Regions from separate parts of the Sus scrofa genome. Here region 2 is linked to region 1. Evidence: chromatin contacts called from public Hi-C data. All regions are on one chromosome and are shown on one strand. The core of a region is the stretch at or near the end of the contact, and the rest is flanking DNA. Distances in the headings are between cores, read along the strand shown. Region 1 holds the start of C17H8orf48. Region 2 has its middle 32 kb from the start of DLC1.

Region 1 (5,851 bases), core at 1,087-3,586:
AGGTGTTAGACATGCAGAAAAATTACCTCCCCTCTCTCTCCCTCCACAGCTACACTTTAAGAAGCAGTCTATACCTATTTTTCCTAATTGCATTAGCCTGCATTTATTCCTTGATCTACTTTGTCAGTCTGCCCAATCGGTATGAGTGAAGTGGCTGTGGTTAAGGCCAAAAGGCCAACACATGGCTGCATCACCTTATGCAAACTCCCTATTGCACTGGCATGCTTGGACAACCCACCATTCTTGAAAGGTTCTCTTTCTTTGGTCTCTGTGATACTACACATTCCTGGTTTCCTTTAATCTTCTCTGATGACATCTTCTCAACCTCTTTTGCTGGCCTATTCTCCTCTACCCAGCCATTATTAGTGGATTTTCAGGAATTGGTCATAGAGCTTCTTATCTTCTCATTCTCCTTTCTTCCAGAAGAGCTCACCATATCTATGACTTTAATTTCCAACTACTATATGCCAGTGGACCACCACTCCCACCCCCACTGCCACAACCCTTTACTTTAATCTCTAGGCTAGACCTTTTCTCCAGACTGCAAGCACAAATAACTAAATGTTTCTCAAGCTCTCAATATGAATGTCTCAAATATACCTCAAACTAACCATGTCAAATAATCACCCTCTTCATCAAACATCTTTCTTTTCGGTGTTCCTCTCTTAAAGACAATATCATTCATCCAAATGCACAGTCAGAAACTTAGTAACATTCTTAACATTTACCTTTTAATAAACCCCCATATCCATTTCTTTACCAAGGAATGTCAGTTATTACCTCCTAACTATTTATTACAACCCTGTATTTATTTCTATCTGTACTATCAAAACCCTAGTCCAAGTTGCCAGCATCTCTCTCCTGGATTGTGGTAAAAACTTTGTAACTATTCCAACTGAAACGTTGCCCTCTATAATCTGAAAAACTACTGGGTGGAAAGTTTGCAGCCCTCAAATTTGTGAAGGAAGATAGTAAACTCTTAAATTTCCAAAGTGCCTGTAGGAATAATAATTATTTAAATACACAGCAGAAACATTTATCTACATTACATATTATCATTAATAAATACCATCCCCTGTTTAATTAGAATAGTTTGAGAACTGGTAGAGAAAAAGGTGAATGACAGGCACTGTTTCCATTCTGCTACATCTTCTGCTTTGTATCTGACCTTTCAAAAGCAGAGTATCCAATACGACTTTTCTCATTCAGTCTTTTCCAGATTATTCTGGGGTCATCTGAAAGCCTGGGAAGGCTCTGATGTGCTTCTCTGATAAGGGTAAGAAAGTCTTTTGTATGAAGATGTTCATCTATTTTCTCTCGGAGTAGAACAGACTCCAGTAAAGTCTTCTTTTGCTTCAGGAAGGCAGATTGGGCCAGTTCTGCTCTTTTCTTGTTACAACTGGGACACTGAGAAGAAATGTGTTGCTTAGATGTTGCCACCTGTTTGAGTGCTGCCCTCATGTTTTCAAAATAGAGTCTGTTCAAAAGCTCATTAGGGACAGTGCAGTTTAATACATTTGTCTCTGGAGCCTCTGGATTCGATCTAGGCTGCAGCTTTTTATGTCTGCTGCTTGTTTTCCCCTTAGAGTTCCCTCTATGATGGATCAGATTTATCTTAATGGCGCAGAAAGACTGCAGGGCATTCAGTTCCTCAAAGGATGCCTCAGAGATTTTTGTTTGAAGTTTAGTGTCTGACTGGTACTGTCCAGAGTTTTCTTCCTTGCTCTTGAGGTTGTTGATCAGTTTTCTGCTCAACTTCTTTTCGTTATTTTCGAAGTCTGAAAGCTCAGATTGGTCGTCTCCATATTCTGAGCGTGTAGTCGGCGTTCCACCCTCAGATATGCTCCCAGAGCCGTAGGACCTGAGATGCGGTCCTCCAAAGGAACTGAATGAACTAGAACTCTGTACCTCATCCGTAAAGGACTCGAAGGTCTCCTTAGAAAGGTCTGCCATTGTCCAGGAGTCCGCTTGGGCCAATCCCCCTATCTCTCCGAATCCTCAGGCTTCTAGGCGGATGGCCATCACGTTGTATCAGGTTCTGCTGCTCGTCTGCTTTGCCATAGTCAAGGCTGCCTCAGGAAGTAGAAAGGCTGGAGCCCCCAGGGTACGCGTTTTGGAGCCAGCGGTTCTTTCAGGAACCTCTTCCGGGCGACGCCTTCCTGCTGCCTCGGCAACCCGGAAAGATCATGCGCAGTGGGTAGCTGAGGCGCCGCGCTCCTCCCCTTCTCCCGCCCTTCCAGAGCCGACTCCACCTGCCTAATTCCTGCCAGGTTTTCCGGGCTGCCCTCTGTTTTTACCCGCTGGAGTCTCTTCTTCCGTGTTATTTTAGTACAAAATCTAATAATCCTCGAGAAAAGGTTGCAAACGCCCCTTCCCCTGGAACTCAGAAAAGTGTACACGTGTATGAAGCCAACCGGGAAAGGCGGTCTTTAACTAATGCAGGAATGGATGCGCTGCCTAAAGTACCCACCACCCTCCCCCACCAAAACCCCGAAACGGCAGCAGCAAAAACATCCTGCTGGCGAAAACACACAAGCAAAAACATATCTGCCAGGCTGATAGCCAGGAGATCACCTAATCATAGACCATGTGCTAGGGTAAAAATTGAAGTACTGAAACCATTCTATAATACTCCTGAATGTCACGGCGGCTCCTGTTTCTCTAGCCTCATCTTGCACAGCTTTCTGTGCTCCAGCGTTTCGGACGACTTTGCAGTTTTCCAAATCACGGTTTCTCAGATGTTAGGTCAGGCAGTGTCTTCTCTGAATGGCACACTGGCATTCCTCTCCCTTTATATCATTAATTACTGCTCCTTTTACAAGTTCCTTTTTTTTTTTTTTTTTTTTCAGGAAGGGCTTCATACCCACCCCTGCCCCCCAATACCTGACTTTACAGCCTTTCTTTCAGGGTTTGCAACTCTGTGTTTTATGCACATTTGACAAGTCCTTCCACATCACCCCCACCCCCGCCCAGGTTAAAAACCCCATGAAAGCAGAAATCCTGTCAGTGTTGCCCAGCAGTGAGCAGGTATCTGATACATAGAAGATGTTGGGTATATTCTGATTGAGCAAATGTGTTGAATGGCTATGGAAACAGAAATAAGCATTACTTCACACAAGCCCACACCTGGATCTTGTGGCAGCTCAAGGAATTCCAGTCTTCTTCCTGAAACCTCCAAATTGACTGCCACTCATAATACATGCTTTTACAATAGAGTTTTTAAAAATAAGGAAGATTTTTAACAGTTATTCTCGGAAATTATATAATGTAAACTCTGAAGATTGACTTTTTCTAGATCTTAATAAATATCTGAATCTTGATCTTAGGAAATGCCTGAGATAATTTTGAGAGAAAGGGTTCCCTTGCTCAGGTCCTTCTCCCGCGCGTGCGCGCTCTCTCTCTCTGTGGTGTTATTCAAGTCTAGCCAGATATATTTAAGGTTATTCTAAAAATGTTCATTTTGGCAGAGTAAAAAGTCTGAAATGTTCAAAAAGCATCTCTCAATTACGAGCCAGCTTCATACTGAAGATAAAGAGATCCCCATTTCACTTATGTAACCCAAAACATATTTTATCATATAATATTCATCTTTTAAAAGAGGTAATAGATAATTTGTGGTGAACACCAAATAATTTCTAGCTCAAGAGTTCAAGATTTTCATTTTTATTTTTTGTTTCAATACTCTCTCTCATTCCCTGAAATATTTACACATTCTTATTTACACACAATTCATTATAACACACATTTTCACCCAAAACATTGAACAGGAGAGCTTAAAGTATAGCCATATCTTCTAATATGCTAAATGTATGGAGTAATCTGTCTTTTAATTTTTTTAAATACCATTGTAAATATCTTGATTACATAAAAATAACTTTGCCCTAGAAGCAAGTAAATTTGCTAAAATTACCAATTTCTTTGTGATAACTAGCAGAATTCAGTTAATTGTTCAGCATTCTAATATGTGTATTATCTAAGTAGAATAGCTCACCAGTACTGTCATCAAAAAAGATTCATGAAGACAGAGGTCAAAGCTTGATTTGAAACATAGAAACTATTACTCTTGTAGAAAGCATATTGTTTTTTTTTTCTTTTCACAGAATAAAGATTAAAGTTGACATTACATAAAAATCCACACTTCTTTTTATCAGTTTTCTATACATGAAGTAAAAACAATATTTGCATACTCTCTTTGCTGTATATAGGAATTGTCATTGAGGTATCTGTCAAAAGAAAATCTCAGAACATTCCATGAGCAGTACTGGCAAAAACACATATTCCATATTGTTTAGAGATTCAGAAGAGAATTGCAAACAACTGCAATGTCTTAAACTAATTCTTAAATTTAGATGTTTCCGGTGAGAGAAAACAAATACAAAAACCAGGAATGCATAAAGGGGAAAAGGACATAGGGAGCTGCAACTTTCCATCTTATCTAAAATCTTTTTACTATCCCAATGGATATGAGTCACTCATACTCACTGTACTGAAAGCAGATTGTATCAAGATTTACATCAAAAAAGTGTAGTATGTCATTTTAAATATTTTATGTTTGTTTTTATCTGGAAAACAAAGATCGAGGAATTGACAGGAAACACAGCCTTTCCAGAAAATTCATAGAAACATTTCAGTGTCTCAAGAACTTTATTACAGATTTGCTCCTTCTTTTAGGAAATATCTATGAACTTCAGAACAACTTTTTGCAAAACTGGAATTATCTAAAACTAAAACGAAGTAAAACCCCCCAAATTATGCAATCAACATTCAGATGTACCAAGATAACACTTCATTTTTATTTTCTGTTATTAACATAACCTTCTGTAAAAGTTCTCATTCATTTTGGTAGCTGTGGAAAACCATTAACCTGATAATTAATGACATCCCCGATATCCCCATGTCGGTCAGCCTCATTCTGGCAAATATTCAGTCAAAGTTGAGATGACTCCCAAAGAGACTTAGTCCTTTCTTCCCTCTTCTCCTACCCAAGATTGTGCTTTGCGAGGGGAAAACTTTCTTATCTTTGGGGCCCTTGGTGTAGGGGGATCAGACTTTGTGCAGATCTTTTTGGGCCCTGGGTGTGTGCTGTTTTCCACCGAGGCACAGGTAGCCTGGTTCCTTCCAGGATCCTGACAAAATCCAAGGCTACTGGAACTTGTCAAAACCTCTCTCAGCCTTCTTGCCTGCATCTTAATATCTACAGGAACTTTGTTTATTTCAAAAGCCTGCTGAGAAGTGGCAGAGAAAAGGGGGAATGTCGTCTGGCACATACAGTATAGCCTTCAGCCCTTGCTTTGTCACTGAGGTGACTTCCTATGGCAAGTTCTTGTTCCAGAAATCTCAAGCGTCTTGATATCTTTTGGGGTTGATGGAACGATGGATGGGGTCCCTTAGAGATCATATTGTGGCTAAAAGCTGCCTGGGCTGTGAGTGGGAGGTCACAGCAGGGAAAGAGACAAATCAGGTGCTCCCGGCCTAACCATGGCCTGGCACTTCTTTTATCTTCCTGCTGTCACCACCTCGCCCTCATAAGTCGTAATGGGGAGCAGGGGCAAAATCTCTTCCAACTTTTCCTCAATAATCAGATATGCTTTGCAGCTCTGGGGCTTCACCCCAGAGGCAGGAGGTCAAAATAAATTATTCTTCCTGTCAGAGTCCCTCTCTCTCTCATTTCTCTTTCCTTAGAGGGAGAAGGGCAAGCTTTCAGCTTCTTCCTGTCCAGCAGGAACTTCTCCTCTGAGGGATCATAGTGGCATCTTTGCCAAGGTGGCTTTTGGCCTGTACCCTTTCCTGAAGCCCTTGTGGTGGATAAGGTACCAAGAAGGAAATCTAGTTTATGAATAAGGGAAACTAA
Region 2 (5,851 bases), core at 1,710-4,209, 59 kb before region 1:
TTCTATTTTGTAAATAGGTTCATTTGTGCTATATCTTTGATTCCGTACATAAGTGATATATGGTATTTGTCTTTCTCTTTCTGACTTACTTCACTAGTATGGTAATCTCTAGTCACCATGTTGTTTTGTTATTTATCTGTTTGCACATTTCAACATCTTCCAAATAACTATTAACTTTGCATGGCCAGAAACAGTATTTTATTCACCTCTAACTTACTAGTACATAGGACAAAGTACACCACATAGTAGGTTCTCAGTAAAAGTTTGCATCAGTGAAGGAATGAATGAATAAATGGATGACCCTTCACAGTCTCACCTTGACCACATTTCAAGTATCATAATTCCCACAGTCCTTTCTGAGTGGATTGCAAAATCAGCACGCTCTGCACTTTTCCCAGGATGGTGGGAGGAATTGCTTATCTAGTCCCTTTTATTTGGGGCCAAAAGGAATTACTTTTGGGAAGATTGCCCTGCTGGAAACAGCAATCTTTTCACTCTTTTTTTTCTCTTGATTTCCCTTTTTGAATTCCTTTTGTCATATCAGCCTAAAAAGGACTTAAGGCATGTTTCTGTGCCCACTAAAAGCTCCTGCCAAAGATAAGCAAAGAATAGGAAAAATTGGAATAGCCTTGTTAGATTTCTGTCATTATGGATAATTGAGCTTTTTATAGTATGATTTAATTTTTACAATTAAAAAACAGAGAAAAGAACTACCGTGGTTGAAAAAAGTTCTACTGCTCTGTTAAAATTTATTTTCTAGTCTACCAAAAATAATCAGATCAATAACATGTTTTTTAAAAATTATGGAAGATACAAGATATTTTGGAAACCAAGGAACAGATTAGTTGACTGTTTCATTTGGGGTTTTTCTTTCACTCACTTTTCAAACTGGAGTTTGTGAGTTTGCCTGATAAAGTTCAATCAACTGGCTCAATAGAGAAGTGTAATCTAGCTTCCTGTGTCCAAGTAAGATTTTTAGTAACACCTTTTAAAATGATGAGATGGCAATTACCTCCTGTACCTCATACCAGTTCAAAATGAAATGAAATTCAAATCCATTACTTGGTTAAAAGGTCACATTCTAGTCCATCTTTGCCAAAATTAAACAACGCTGTAGTTTCCCAGGAATTCCCTATGTTTACAAGTCTTAAAAAATAATTATTCAAGGACATTTCAAAAGTTTGCATTAATTACCAAGAGAAAAAGACATTTTAAGAATAGCATAATAAGTCATAATAAGATCTCCCAAGTACATAAAGTGTTAGGGATGTACAGGAGTTGGTGACCAGCTTGGTTTCCACCAGGAAGGGTGCCTGACTGCAGATCTCCAAGGGCCTTGGCAAAGCCAGTGACCATGCCCTTCCTCAACACCCATGGAAATCCAGCAACCATCTAAGAGGGTGCCTGGAAAAAGATGCCCTGTAGGAGCAGTAATTTAACCTTTTAAAAATTAGGTTTTAAATGTTTTAAAAATTAAGTCCAGGGGCTTTGGGAGCACCTCTCCATTAACCCAAATACTTGCAGCATATTCTAAGTTACAATCATGCATATCATGCATGGAAAAAAATAGTGTGAGAAAGAACAGCTTGATCTTCAAGTAAAGGGTTGACGTCTAAGGATATTTTCTAAGGATTTCAGAAATGAAATGCACTCTCAGATGGCTGCTTTACCATGTTTGATAAGTTAAGGGAGATCATCATCATCCACATATATCCTTTTCTCTCCCCCTCCTCTTCCTTCTCCTTTCCCAGTTCTCCATATGTTTTCGCCTATATGTTTTGTGATTTGAAAGTTCCTAGTGTGTAACTATGTGGGGAAGGCAACATATTCCACAGCAATTGACTCTAATGGATATTATTCCAAATTGCGCTTCCCTGCAACATGCAAAAATTGTGAACTTGATACATCTTAACTGAAAGAGGCACAGAAAGCAGTTAATAAATATTGGTCAAGGCCAGCCTCCTAGAGTATGCCATCCCCGTCTCCATGTCCCAGCCATCACCAGATCGTTATGTGACATTTGAGAATTTGGAGGTCATATACAATTATCTCCAATGTAATAAAGTGGGTTAGAGTAAACATGGGGTGATCAATTAAAGGATAACTTAATCAGAAAGTACCCTTGCCTAAATACTGGGTGCTCTCTCTCTTGCAGTTGGCCATTAAGAACATTATTTGAGAATTGCATAATTATGTAGATCAAAAATGGAAATTGTGTGACAGGTCAGAGGGAAAAACAAGGACGTCAAAATAGAAGAAATCAACCCAAGGATTCTGGATTTTATAGCACCTTCCCAGGGCAAAGTAACCAAAATCAATGTCAAAGTATATCATCCTGATTCCAGGGCATGTTTTAAATGTGCAGAAACTGGATCCAAGTAAACATTTAATAAATATCTACTTTTTTAAAAAAGTAAATAGCTCTGGTCAGAGTCTGCTTGTTCCTTTCCATGGTCCCTCAGAGATGTGAAAGTTCTTGGATCGCTTTCAGGTTCATGCCTTCATAGTCACATGCCATGGAAGTTATTATTGGCCAAGAAATAAGTGCATGCCAATTCAGTTTGTGCAATATTAATGCTCTGGAATGTAAAAAGTGCCAACCATATGAACATATTGCTACAAATAATCTTGAATAATAAAGATCATATTTTTTAACCTTAATACAAGTTTATTTCAATTAAAAATCATCCAGAAGTGAATGGATAACCTGACATCAAGAAATGGCAATATATAAAACATAATCGATTAGTAGCCTTAATTTACTTTGCTATGTGATTCATCACTAACAACTTTTGAATATCCCTGATATATAGTGAATTGAAATCTCAAGCTACTGAATAGTTATTTGATGTTAACAAAGAACAGATTATATTCAGATCTTGTGCAGTTTATAGTGCATCTGATTTTTATTAGTGTTTGGCTGGTTGCTTCCTTAATTCTTCCAATTTTTTTTTTTTTTTACTAAAGTTGTTCTCAGTTGAGTTTAGCAAGCAAGATGAGCTCTCATTTTATTATCAAAGTTTCCAGCACATAATAATAAAAAGCTATGATGTAGTTGTATAAATATCCCAATTGCCTAGCAATAAGAAAGAACATACAAATAAGATAAATAATTATCAACTGAGGCACACTCCAGGAAATTATCCCAGTGTTTTTCTTTTTCAATTCTAAATCTATTGCTTTTTTTCTTCCAAGGTAATGGCACCATTTCTATTTGGAATACAGATATACTTTTTATCACATTCACATTTTTACTGAGTAGTTATAGATGGATATATTAGGTAGATATATTAAGAAAAACAGTATCATAATTAAAAATGTTTGAACATATCTAATGTTTCAGAAATTCTATTACTAATTAGCAATAACAGACTTTTTGTTTGTTTGTTTGTTTTTTAGGGCCACACTCAGGGCATATGGAGGTTCCCAGGCTAGGGGTCTAATAGGAGCTACAGCTGCTGGCCTACGCCAGAGCCACAGCAATGCCAGATCTGAGCCGCATCTGCGACCTACACCACAGTTCACAGCAATGCAGGATCCTTAACCCACTGAGCAAGGCCAGGGATGGAACCTGTAACCTCATGGTTTCTAGTCGGATTCGTTTCCGCTGCGCCACAAAGGGAAATTCAGTAGCAGACTTTTTTTAATGTTTCTTTAAGAAATACACAAAACAGCGTTCCTGTTGTGGTGCATCGGAAAGGAATCCGAATAGAAACCAAGAGGTTACGCGTTCCATCCCTGGCCTTGCTCAGTGGGTTAAGGATCCTGCATTGCCGTGAACTGTGGTGTAGGTCGCAGATGCGACTCAGATCTGGCATTGCTGTGGCTCTGGCGTAGGCCAGCAGCTGTAGCTCCTATTAGACCCCTAGCCTGGGAACCTCCATATGCCATGAGTGTGGCCCTAAAAAGCAAAAAAAAAAAAAAAAAAAAAAGAAAGAAAAAAAGAAAAGAAATACACAAAACATACATGTGGTTTAAAAACTCAAATATTTCTAGAAAATCTAGAATTAAAAACAAGTTGCAGTCCTAATCACTATTTTTCTGTTTCTGCTTTCAGAGACAAAAATCATTTGTTGTTCTCAATTCATTATCTGGTGATTATCTCTTCATTTCTGAATCATGTATTTATACTGAGGTTTTTGTTTTGTTGATTACTGACATTATTTATTGAGTTTCTAACAGGAAAAGAGAGAATTCACCTATCCTAAGCTTTAGTTTTCCTGCTCCTTCTTTCCAACAGTAATTCTTTGCTTATAGATGCTTCCCTGGTTACTGTTGCAACTTTAAAAAATCGATTTAAACCACTTTTTCTTGATCCATTAATGATAGGAAATGAGGAACTTTGTGAAATGAGGAACTTCTCTTTCCTACCTTTCCTTCCATTCTCCTTTCCCTTTCACATATGTCAACTATGCATTTAAGTTTTATATCAGCAGAGTTGATAATAGCTATGTTCTGCTCTGTCTGGTTAATCTCTGAAATGGGTCAATTAGTGGAGTTTATCAACAACAAAAAATTTTTTTAAATCTCTACTCACTTGCATCATATTCTCAAGTTTTTCTAAAGTTTCAATCGTATTTTAGACCACCTATTTTTACCCCCAGAGAGGTTAGTCACAAATAATTCCATCAATGCTTCTCATTCTGGTTTTGTGGGCCTACTGCCTATCTGACCATCTAAGAAGTCCCTTTAATGTTACTTCAGGTTGGCTCTACTATTTCCTAAATCCTATTTTTCCCTCATGAAACTATGCAATATCATTTTATATCACTAATATTCTTCACTTTTTAAAATATTTAATAGTTGGAGATTGCAGTGATCCTCTATGCCTCTTAAGTTTTCTGTCACTATATCTAGTCTGTCCTATATTCTAGAAGTTTGACCTCAATTTATTTTCTAAGACTTCATTTTTATTTTAAAAAAAGTTTTTATTATCCAAAAGATTTCTTTATGTCCTGATTGTGTTCCCTCAAAAGTGTAGCTGAAAGCACATATATGTGTTAAAATTCCACAAACTTCAAATATGTGTATTTTATCTTATGTAACTTATGTTTCAATAAAGGCTTTACAAGCTGGAAAAAGTCCATTTATCTCCATTTTTATTGTTGGGTATTACTTTCTCATTCTTCTGAAATATCTTTATTGATGATTTCTTTATTTCTACCCTTGTCAGTCTTGAAAAATATCCTCCACAGCTTGTAATAAACATCTTTTAGCATGTGCCCACATCATGTAAGGCTTCCCACTGGATACAGAATAGAATCTAGACACTGGCATAGACCAGAAGGTCTAGCTAAAGTCTGACTTTCTCTCTGATGACATGTCACGAATTACCTCTGTTATTTGCCAAATTTTAATAACAGATTTTTGGATCTCATGTCTGCCTCATGGCTTTCTGTTACTCCAGCCTGGAACTCTTTACATACGGCTCTCTACACACCTGACTCCTTCTCTTTGCAGGTCTCAGGTGCATTTCACATCTTTGAAGAGGTCTCACCTAGCTGCCTTACATAAAGTTCTCCTCCCTCTATATTTACATTTTCTTTATAGCACTTAGCACTATCTAAAATAATCTTGTTCTGCTTTCTGTCACCCCTCAGTAGAAAAAAAGCTTCATGATTGATAGGGTTGTCTATTTACATGTATCTAATATTTTGTAACATACTCATGTATCTGCATTTTATCATTCTCCATTCCAATATTATCTATAGTAACTGGTGGATTATATAATCTTGAGTCTGGAAAAAAAAAAAAAACAACTGGATGGAGCAGGCACAGATTGGAGCCAGAGAGGTTTTGGAGAAATTCTGGGTCTCCACTTACTTTGTGATCTTTACTAAGTTGGTCTCTG

What was found. Hi-C and Micro-C count contacts between places; a contact is called where the count stands out from the background.
Region 2: a Hi-C map of subcutaneous adipose tissue shows a contact between it and region 1, with 1.6 times the contacts expected there. The contact joins the enhancer-like site here to the promoter of C17H8orf48 in region 1. A contact is called at or near these places in 12 of 47 Hi-C or Micro-C datasets (adipocytes, embryonic fibroblasts, fetal heart ventricle and 5 more) and 1 of 2 datasets of contacts at active chromatin or transcription factors (skeletal muscle).

Annotation. Positions count from the first base shown.
Region 1 is chr17:1,606,667-1,612,517 of Sscrofa11.1, reverse strand. It overlaps C17H8orf48, which reads right to left and starts at 2,336. Exons shown (of 1, transcript XM_005674591.3): 1 at 1-2,336. The coding sequence starts at 1,953. The coding sequence ends at 1,144. All of the region lies in intron 1 of DLC1 (rho GTPase-activating protein 7), which reads left to right.
Region 2 is chr17:1,666,434-1,672,284 of Sscrofa11.1, reverse strand. No RefSeq gene overlaps it. Among named protein-coding and RNA genes, the nearest start is that of DLC1, 32 kb to the right of the region's middle. Within about 2 kb of position 2,959, at least 11 of the 83 cell types and tissues checked have an H3K27ac peak or open chromatin away from gene starts, as enhancers often do. A contact at or near this core is called in retroperitoneal adipose tissue, skeletal muscle and subcutaneous adipose tissue, where this site is marked.